Regions from separate parts of the Mus musculus genome. Here region 1 is linked to region 2. The links are chromatin contacts, called in public HiChIP or PLAC-seq maps. All regions are on one chromosome and are shown on one strand. Each heading gives the region's core, a stretch centred on a gene start, on an enhancer-like site or on the middle of the called end of the contact. The rest is flanking DNA. Distances are from core to core; before and after follow the strand shown. Region 1 overlaps Maml1 (mastermind like transcriptional coactivator 1). Region 2 holds the start of Mrnip (MRN complex interacting protein).

What was found. HiChIP or PLAC-seq counts read pairs in DNA pulled down with a chosen protein or histone mark.
Region 1: a contact with region 2 is called in an H3K27ac HiChIP or PLAC-seq map of extraembryonic endoderm stem cells. The contact joins the enhancer-like site here to the promoter of Mrnip in region 2. A contact is called at or near these places in 8 of 39 promoter capture datasets (the 3T3-L1 cell line, the C10 cell line, cranial neural crest and 4 more), 17 of 484 Hi-C or Micro-C datasets (B cells, the C2C12 cell line, the HL-1 cell line and 13 more), 6 of 115 datasets of contacts at active chromatin or transcription factors (the HPC-7 cell line, bone marrow-derived dendritic cells, bone marrow-derived macrophages and 3 more) and 4 of 9 other capture datasets (adipose tissue, embryonic stem cells, liver and 1 more).

What each region holds. Positions count from the first base shown.
Region 1 is chr11:50,273,731-50,277,627 of GRCm38.p6, reverse strand. All of the region lies in intron 1 of Maml1 (mastermind like transcriptional coactivator 1), which reads left to right. Among named protein-coding and RNA genes, the nearest start is that of Maml1, 17 kb to the left of the region's middle. Within about 2 kb of position 1,852, at least 144 of the 459 cell types and tissues checked have an H3K27ac peak or open chromatin away from gene starts, as enhancers often do. A contact at or near this core is called in B cells, the C2C12 cell line, the HL-1 cell line and 9 more, where this site is marked.
Region 2 is chr11:50,173,345-50,177,313 of GRCm38.p6, reverse strand. Mrnip (MRN complex interacting protein) reads right to left here and starts at 2,463. Exons shown (of 7, transcript NM_026543.3): 1 at 2,363-2,463; 2 at 428-487. The coding sequence starts at 2,428.

The DNA of each region.
Region 1 (3,897 bases), core at 603-3,102, 100 kb before region 2:
ATTGAGGGTTTTTTTTTTTCCCCATCTGTTTGTTTTGTATTTGAAAGAAAGTCTCACTATCACCTAGCATAGTCTTAAGCTCCCAGATTCAAGCAGCCATCCCTCCTCAGCCTTTTAAGTAGCAAGCAGCTCGGCACTGTATGGTACTTTTTGGTTTTGTATAGTGTTGGAGATTGAAACCAGGGCTTTGATGTGCTAAGCAAAGACTCCAGTGAGCTGCATCACCAGCCCTGTAACCTATGTTTTGAAGCAAATCCCAACAATATCAGAAGTGAGGCCTGGGGGCAGGAGAAGTGGCTCAGCAGTTTAGCTGCTCTTCAAAGGATCCAAGTTCAATTCCCAGCAACCACATGGTTCTTCACAACTACTTTTCCAGATCCATGTGATCTGATGCCCTCTTCTGGCCCCTATGGGACTGCATGCTTGTGATGCACAGACATACATACAGGCAAACATTCATACTCAGGGTGTGGTGCATGCCTTTAATCTGTGAGTTCCAGGCCAGCCTGGTATACAAACTGAGTTCCAGGACAGCCAGGGAGGGCTCCATTACATAGAGAAATCTTGTCTTGAAAAATAAAATTAAATAAATAAATAAAGTAAATAAGGTTGAAAAGAGAATCAGACATGGTACAGAAGCAGGAGGATTAAGGCCAGCCTGGGCTATAAAGCAAGACTGTGTATCAAAAACAAAACAAAAGAACATGTACTGTTCTTAGAACCTGGGTTTGGTTTGTAGCTCCCATACCAGGCAGCTCACAAGCACCTATGACTCCAGCTTCAGGCAATCCAACATATTCATTCATGTTCGCACATAAATAGAAATAAAAAATTCTTAAAAATAAAAAGAGGAAAATCCAAGGGGAAAAAGTTGGCAAGGAAAAAGTGGATAAGGATATATCGCCAAGTTTGACAACCTGAGTTCAGTTTCCAGGGCCCACATGGTGGGAAAGAGCTATTGGACTCTCCCCCAAGTTGTCCACACACATGCCTTGCTACATGCACACACAATCCCACAAACACATAAACAAATGTAAAAAAACAATTTTTTTAAGGAAGAAAAGGAGGCAGGCATGGTGGTACATACTTTTTAATTCCAGTACCCAGAAGGCAGAGGCAGAAGCAGAGGCAGATGGATCTCTTGAGTTTGAGGAGTCTGGTCTACAGAGCAAGTTCCAGTACAACCAGGGCTACACAGAGAAACCCTATCTCAAAAAACTGGGGCATTGGGGGATGGGTGGGTAGGTGGGTGGGTGGGTGGTGGAATTTGGAGGACCACTGCAGACGTCCCAATATCAGAATAATAGAAATTACAGTAGGAAAATAAAGTGGGAAATTACCTATATAACTTAATTTTGACAGCTGCAGGGAATGATCTGTCATTAAAGGGTGTGCCTGTGCCCAGACTTAGGTTAGTAAAATAGAGCCATGTCAGTCATGCCATCTCAAAGTTCTGGAAAGAGGGTCCCTTGTGACCCACACCAGCAGTAGAAAACAGGAAGACAGCTGAACAGAGCTTCAGAGTCCTGAGGGGATCTAGGGCAATGGTAAGTGAGGAAGTATGAGCTGGGCATGTGGGAGGAGCTGAATTTGCTTCCCTAGCACACAGTCCATGCTGGGTGAGCGTGGGGGCTCACTGTGGAGCAGAGACAGATGGGCGAGGGCACTTAGCTGGACTTGTCAGAGTACTGAAGTCTGGAGTCACCTGAGAGACCCTGGCTCAGTGGATAAGGTGGTCAGTGATTGAGAAAGATACCTGAATTCAACCTCAGGCCTCTACACACACACACACACACACACACCCCACCCCCACATGCTGCATGTGTGTGGGTCAGAAGGCACTTCCAGGGTTCTGGGGAATAACCTCAGGTTGTTAGGCTTGGAAGCAGGCATATTTACTCACTGAATCATCTAGCTGCCCCTCCCTCGGTTTTAAATAAGAGCTTTAGTGTGATAGTAGTCACATGCTGCCTCATTCTCCCATTTTAGATACCTAGTTCAGTGGGCATGCTAGTCTATTCATAGAGTTGAGCAGTTGTACGTCACTTACAGAACGTGTTCCTAGTAAGAAATGCTACATCTCCTTCAGCTCTTCCTCTCTTCTACAGCCCCCCTCCTCCTCCTCCTCCTTCCTTCCTTCTCCTTTCAGTCCCTGGCAACCACTCAGTCTGTCTACCTTTCAAACTGAGTTTGAGAAGGAATTAGCTCTCCATGCTCACCCTTTATGCCTCCTCACCTGGTAACTTCTGCTTAGGGAATTTAACCAGGGACCCTCTAATTGCTGGTCTGCTGCTCATGTACAGTGCTTACCTTTCTGTTGTATTTGGCCTGCCTTTCTCCTTTATGCTCTGTTTTCTTCTGTCCTCTTGCTTGCTTCCCTTTTCCTGAGTGATAAGGTGTGCTATTAATGTTCCAGCCATGTCCTGCTAATGTCTCTCTCCACAGCACACAGTCAGTATCACTCACTGTTCCTAGATATGACGTGGGAATCCCACAGCCATTTCTTCATGGGTGAGATGAAACTCACCTTGTTCCTCATCGAGGAGGAAGAGGAAGAAGATGATAAAAAGGCATTCGAACTTGCTAGAAAGCCCTACTTCTTTTAAGTAAACTAAACCTTCCAAGTTGTCTTCAGCCTAACTAAAATAGTTCCTTCCCCACTCATAAGGCCTTCTCATCTTTCAGACATTAGTTACACTACTTCAGGATCTGAGAATGTGTCTCTGTTGGTTGAGTCACCCTCAGCTAAAAGAACTTCAAGGCCAGCCTGGGCTACATGAGCTAGTTTAAAAGAGAAAGGGGAGAGACTGCTGGACAGAGTGGCCTTTCCATACTACTTTTGTAGTTTCCTCTTAATCTAAAATGAATTCACAGTAAACACTTAAGGACAATGGAGGCAGGCAGTACCAGTGTACTTGATAAACCTGTTCTCTTCCTAAAAGAAAACAATGTGGGCTGGAGAGATGGCTCAGTAGTTAAGAGCACTGACTGCTCTTGCAGAGGTCCTGAGTTCAATTCCCAGCAACCACATGGTGGCTCACAACCATCTGTAATGGGATTGGATGCCTTCTGGTGTGTCTGAAGATAGCTACAGCGTACTCACATACATGAAACAAATAAATCTTTTTTAAAAAAGAAAAGAAAAGAATGCAATGTGCATTTGCAGCATGGCGACAGTCCCAGCCTTCGGGATGGCAAGGCAGGACAGTCAAAAGTTCAAGACCCGACCCACAATAACACTCCAAAAAGTTTTTAGGCACCAAACTGTAAAGTCGGCTGGAGGGACCTTGCCATCCTCAGAATGTCTCTGGCAAGTGGGAGGGACCTCCAGAGGCCTCATGTACTCCCTGTGCTGGGCTGTTTGCACCCTAATGGGCAACTATTTTAAACTACAGGCAAATGACATAAAAGAGGTAAAATCCTAACAACAGGGTATGTTAGAGGCAGTTCTGTTGTATTTCTTTTTCGTGTTGTTTGTTTTGAGGGATTCTGTGGGTAGCCCAGGTTGTCCTGGAACTTTCTCTGTAGAACTAACTCAAGTCTGGCCTCGAACTCAGAGATAATGCCTGCCTCTACCTCCTGAGTATTGGGATTAAAAAGATGTACAGCAGTACTGCCTAGCTCCTTATGTCTCTCTCCCTCTCTCTCTCTCTCTCTCTCTCTCTCTCTCTCTCTCTCTCTCTCTCTCTCTCTCTCTCTTTGTTTTTTTGATTTTGAGATAGGGTTTCTCTGTATAGCCCTGGCTGTCCTGGACCTCACTTTGTAGACCAGGCTGACCTCGAACTCAGGAATCCGCCTGCCTCTGCCTCCCGAGTGCTGGGATTAAAGGCTTATGTATCTCTTAAAAAAGAACTGCTGTGGGCCTGTGTGGGCTTGTTTTTCTACTGATAGCACCTG
Region 2 (3,969 bases), core at 1,214-3,713:
CGCTCTGGTCCTCTGCAAGAGCAGCAAGCATTCCTAAGCACCGACAAAGCTCTCCAGGCAGCCCTGCTCCCTTCTGCACTCCCCCGTGTTTTCAAGATGCTCATCTCGTTTTGAATGATGGATGTACATGTGTGTGTGCACCCATGTGAATTATTTACCCTTCCACAGAAGCACATCTGTAAGCCCCAAGGTTACAGTGTTCCTACTTCCTATTGTCTCCCTGTGCCCGGCATGCAGAAGCTACTGAAGAAACCCTTGCTGAACGAAGGAGTGAAGGACAGACCCTGTGTAGTCACTGCTCCACCCACTGACGATGCAGGAGGAAGGAACCCAGGGTGCAGCAGCTCTCAAAGGTGAACTGTGAGAGAAAAGGATCCTGGCTGTAGGAAGAGAGGTTGGGCTCTTTAGTTTTTTTCTCAGTACTTACCCGAACAAATGACTGCTTCTCTCCACAAGCCTTGCATGTCCATTTGAGACTCTTCTTCACCTACAATGAAATATTGGAAATTATAGCTCAAACAACTTCATATGACAGGTAGATGTGAATCAGAAATAACTTAGCTATACCCCCAGCCCTGAAAGTAGCATTTTAGGTGAGGAAGGACTGTACTATTTAATAGGTAGGTGCTGGGAAGATTGGCCATTTGTATGAAACAACAAACATCCAGTTGGAGTTTTGCCATCCCAGGGTCCAAAAAAGGAATGTCAATGGGTAAAAGTTTATTTGCTGAGCAAGCATGAGGGCCTGAGGTCAGATCTCCGTAGCCACGTGAGCCTGTGTTCACAGGACTGTCGGAGGTGGGAATGGGGTCAATGGGGACTGCTGGCTGCCAGCCTAGCTCCAGGTTCAGTGATAGACCCTGTTCCAGAGAAATAAGGTGGAAAGACAGCAGAACTAATGTTCCTTTCTGGCCTCCATGTGCTTATCTGCATACAAGCATGCATATAACAGACACACAGACAGACAGACAGACACACAGACACACACACTACATGCGCATGCGAGCACAGAGTGGGGCAGGAATTCCAGAGCTGGAGATATGCCTCTGTGGCAGCTAGTACATTGGAGATACAGTTCATCAGTTAAGAGAATTGGCTGCCCTTGTAAAGGACCTAAGTTCTGTTCCTAGCACCAATGTGGCAGCTCACAACTGTCTGTCCCTCTAACTCCAGGAGATCTAAGACCCTCTTCTGGCTTCTGTGGGTACCACATTTTATGGGGTGCAGACATACATGCAAGGCAAACCATACACATAAAAATAATTTTTTTATATAGATACAAAAGCTCCTTGAAGAAATGTCATGAAAGATTATGCTTAACTATACAAAGAGATCTAGGCTGATTCGTAAGTCTCCTGGGACTGACGTGGCATTAGAGATATATACTCTAGATATTCAGGAAGCTGAGGCCAGGGATTAGGAATTAGAGGTCAATCTAAAGTAAATATTGAAATTATGTCTTGGCAACACCCTCAAAACCAAACCAAATTCCACCCCCTAAAACAATAAAACCACTACCACCAAGACTAAGATTTGGGTTGGGGATCAGCTCAGAAGTTAACTAATAAGGTTGAGGCAGGAGGATCTAGAGCCTGGAGCCAACTTGACGTATGAAACAAAGCCTCTCAAACAAACACCGACCACTATCCCCTTTAACCATTTATGGGTTGTGCTGGCTCTAATGAGCATGGAGGTAACTATTACCACGAAGATAAGGCTGCAGGTAGAGGCACCAAGTGACATCCGGGCCCACCAAGGGGAATGTCAAAATGGAGTCCAAACTGCTTATACATTATTCAGTTTTGCTTGTTTTGAAACAGGGTCTCGGATAACCCTGGTTGGCCTCAAACTCGCTAAGCCCTCCTACCTTCATTCATTGCCATGCCTAATCCCATTTTTGGGCTGTGGGAATGTTAGGCGAACACCCAACCCTAGGGCTTTTAAAGCTCACCATTCACTGTAATAAAACTGAGAAGAGACACTGAGTGTAATGATGGGCTAGGTTCTGCGTAGAGGACGCTACTCCTCAACCTGGATTCCTGACCATTTTGCTAGTATCCAATGGAAGCCGCCTCAGAAGAAACAACTACTGTGGATTCTACAACGATCATGCAAAAAACCGACATACACTGGGCTGGGTGGTAGCTCAGTGGAAGAGCGCGCCCACAGCTCTGAGCAGAACCCTCAGCAGCAACAACAGATAAACACAAACAAAATGGCAGAGGCGTGTTGTGAAGTGACAGCAACGAAGCACAGCCTTCAGCCTCGTCACTGTCATTTCCCATGGCCATATGAGACGCGGCCCTCCATATCTCGCCCACCGTCCTGCTAGGAAAGAGGGTGAGGCAGACGCCCACCCCACCTGATGCGCCTGAAAGATGTGGCAGCTGCAGCACCGTAGAACCCGAGACTGCTGAGCCGGCGCCATTCAGGACTCACTCTCCCGCCGTGAGCTCGGGCTCTGCAATCCCGCCCAGGCTCCGCCCAACCTGCGCTGGTTCCGGCCCCTCTAGGCTCAGCTCCACCTCGCATGCCCTGGTGCGTCTCTCCGTTCTTCTCTGACTGAGTCGGCCCCGCCCCTGAGAGCTCTTGAGCCGCTCTAGCCCACTGTCTCGGTGGTCACTGTTCGCCTCTCCGGCCTCCCAACCCCGCCTCCATCCCCTGACAAGCATAAAAAACAAATCAAATCAAAACAAACCAAATCAAGTCAAATCAAATCAAATCAAATCAAAACAACAACAACACAACCCGAGCTGGTGTTCCTACGTGTTTGGTCCATCGCCTTTGGCTCTCTGACTCGGAGCAGGGACGGTGCTTTTCTACAGCCAGGACATCTTTGCATGGCTGACATTATAAACTATCTTGGTTTTGAATTAAAACTGTCGTGTGACTGTGATCTCAGCATTTACAAGACGGAGGCAGGAAAACGTCAAATTAAAGGTCCTTTATCGCCGGGCGGTGGTGGCGCACGTCTTTAATCCCAGCACTTGGGAGGCAGAGGCAGGCGCACTTCTGAGTTCAAGACCAGCCTGGTCTACAAAGTGAGTTCCAGGACAGCCAGGGCTACACAGAGAAACCCTGTCTCAAAAAACAAACAAACAAAAACAAAACAAAAACAAAAAAACAAAACAAAAACAAAACAAACAAAACAAAACAAAAAAGGTCCTCTTTCCCTCCAGAGTCTGAGGCTAGTTTGGGATACAACATTGTAGGAAAATGGATGGGTCTGGAAAGTATATTTTTTATACTTTTTATATTTTTTATTTTTTATATATTTTTTGAGACTGGATCTTACTATGTAGCTGTAGCTCGCTGGCTTTAACTGCTCCTGCAGAGGACCCATATTCAGCTCCTAGCACCTACATGGCAGCTCACGAGTATCTGTAACTCTGTGGGTGCTAGGCATGAACATGGTAAATATACATACATGCCGGCAAACATTCATACTTATAAAATTAGTAAATATTTCAAAAATAAACAAAGTCATTCTAGAGCTCAGTGGTTAAGTCACTAGAGTCCTGTCTCTTCCCCCTGAAACCTGAGATTAAGGCATACCCCCAGGCTGGCTTCTTTTCTTTCTTCTTTTTATTTTTCTTCCCTCTCTGTGTAGCCCTGGCTATTCTAGAATTCCTTCCCTCTGTAGACCAGGCTGGCCTCAAACCCACAGAAACCTGCCTAATTCTGGCCACCTAAGTGCTGAGATTAAAGGCATGCTCCACCACCACCTGGCTTAATTGGTATTTTGAAACCATAAACTTTACAAGATTGGTGTTGAAGGATCATACTGTGAACCCCAAGAGTGTATACTGGAAAAAAACCTGTCTTTAGTTGTGGTGTGGCTTAGCCCTAGTTCACACCTTTAATCCAAGAGTTTTGAAAGATAACTGATCACACTATAAGATTGTATACTGGAAAAATCTGTTCCTAGTTGTGGTGTGGCTTAGCTCTAGCACACACCTTTAATCCAAG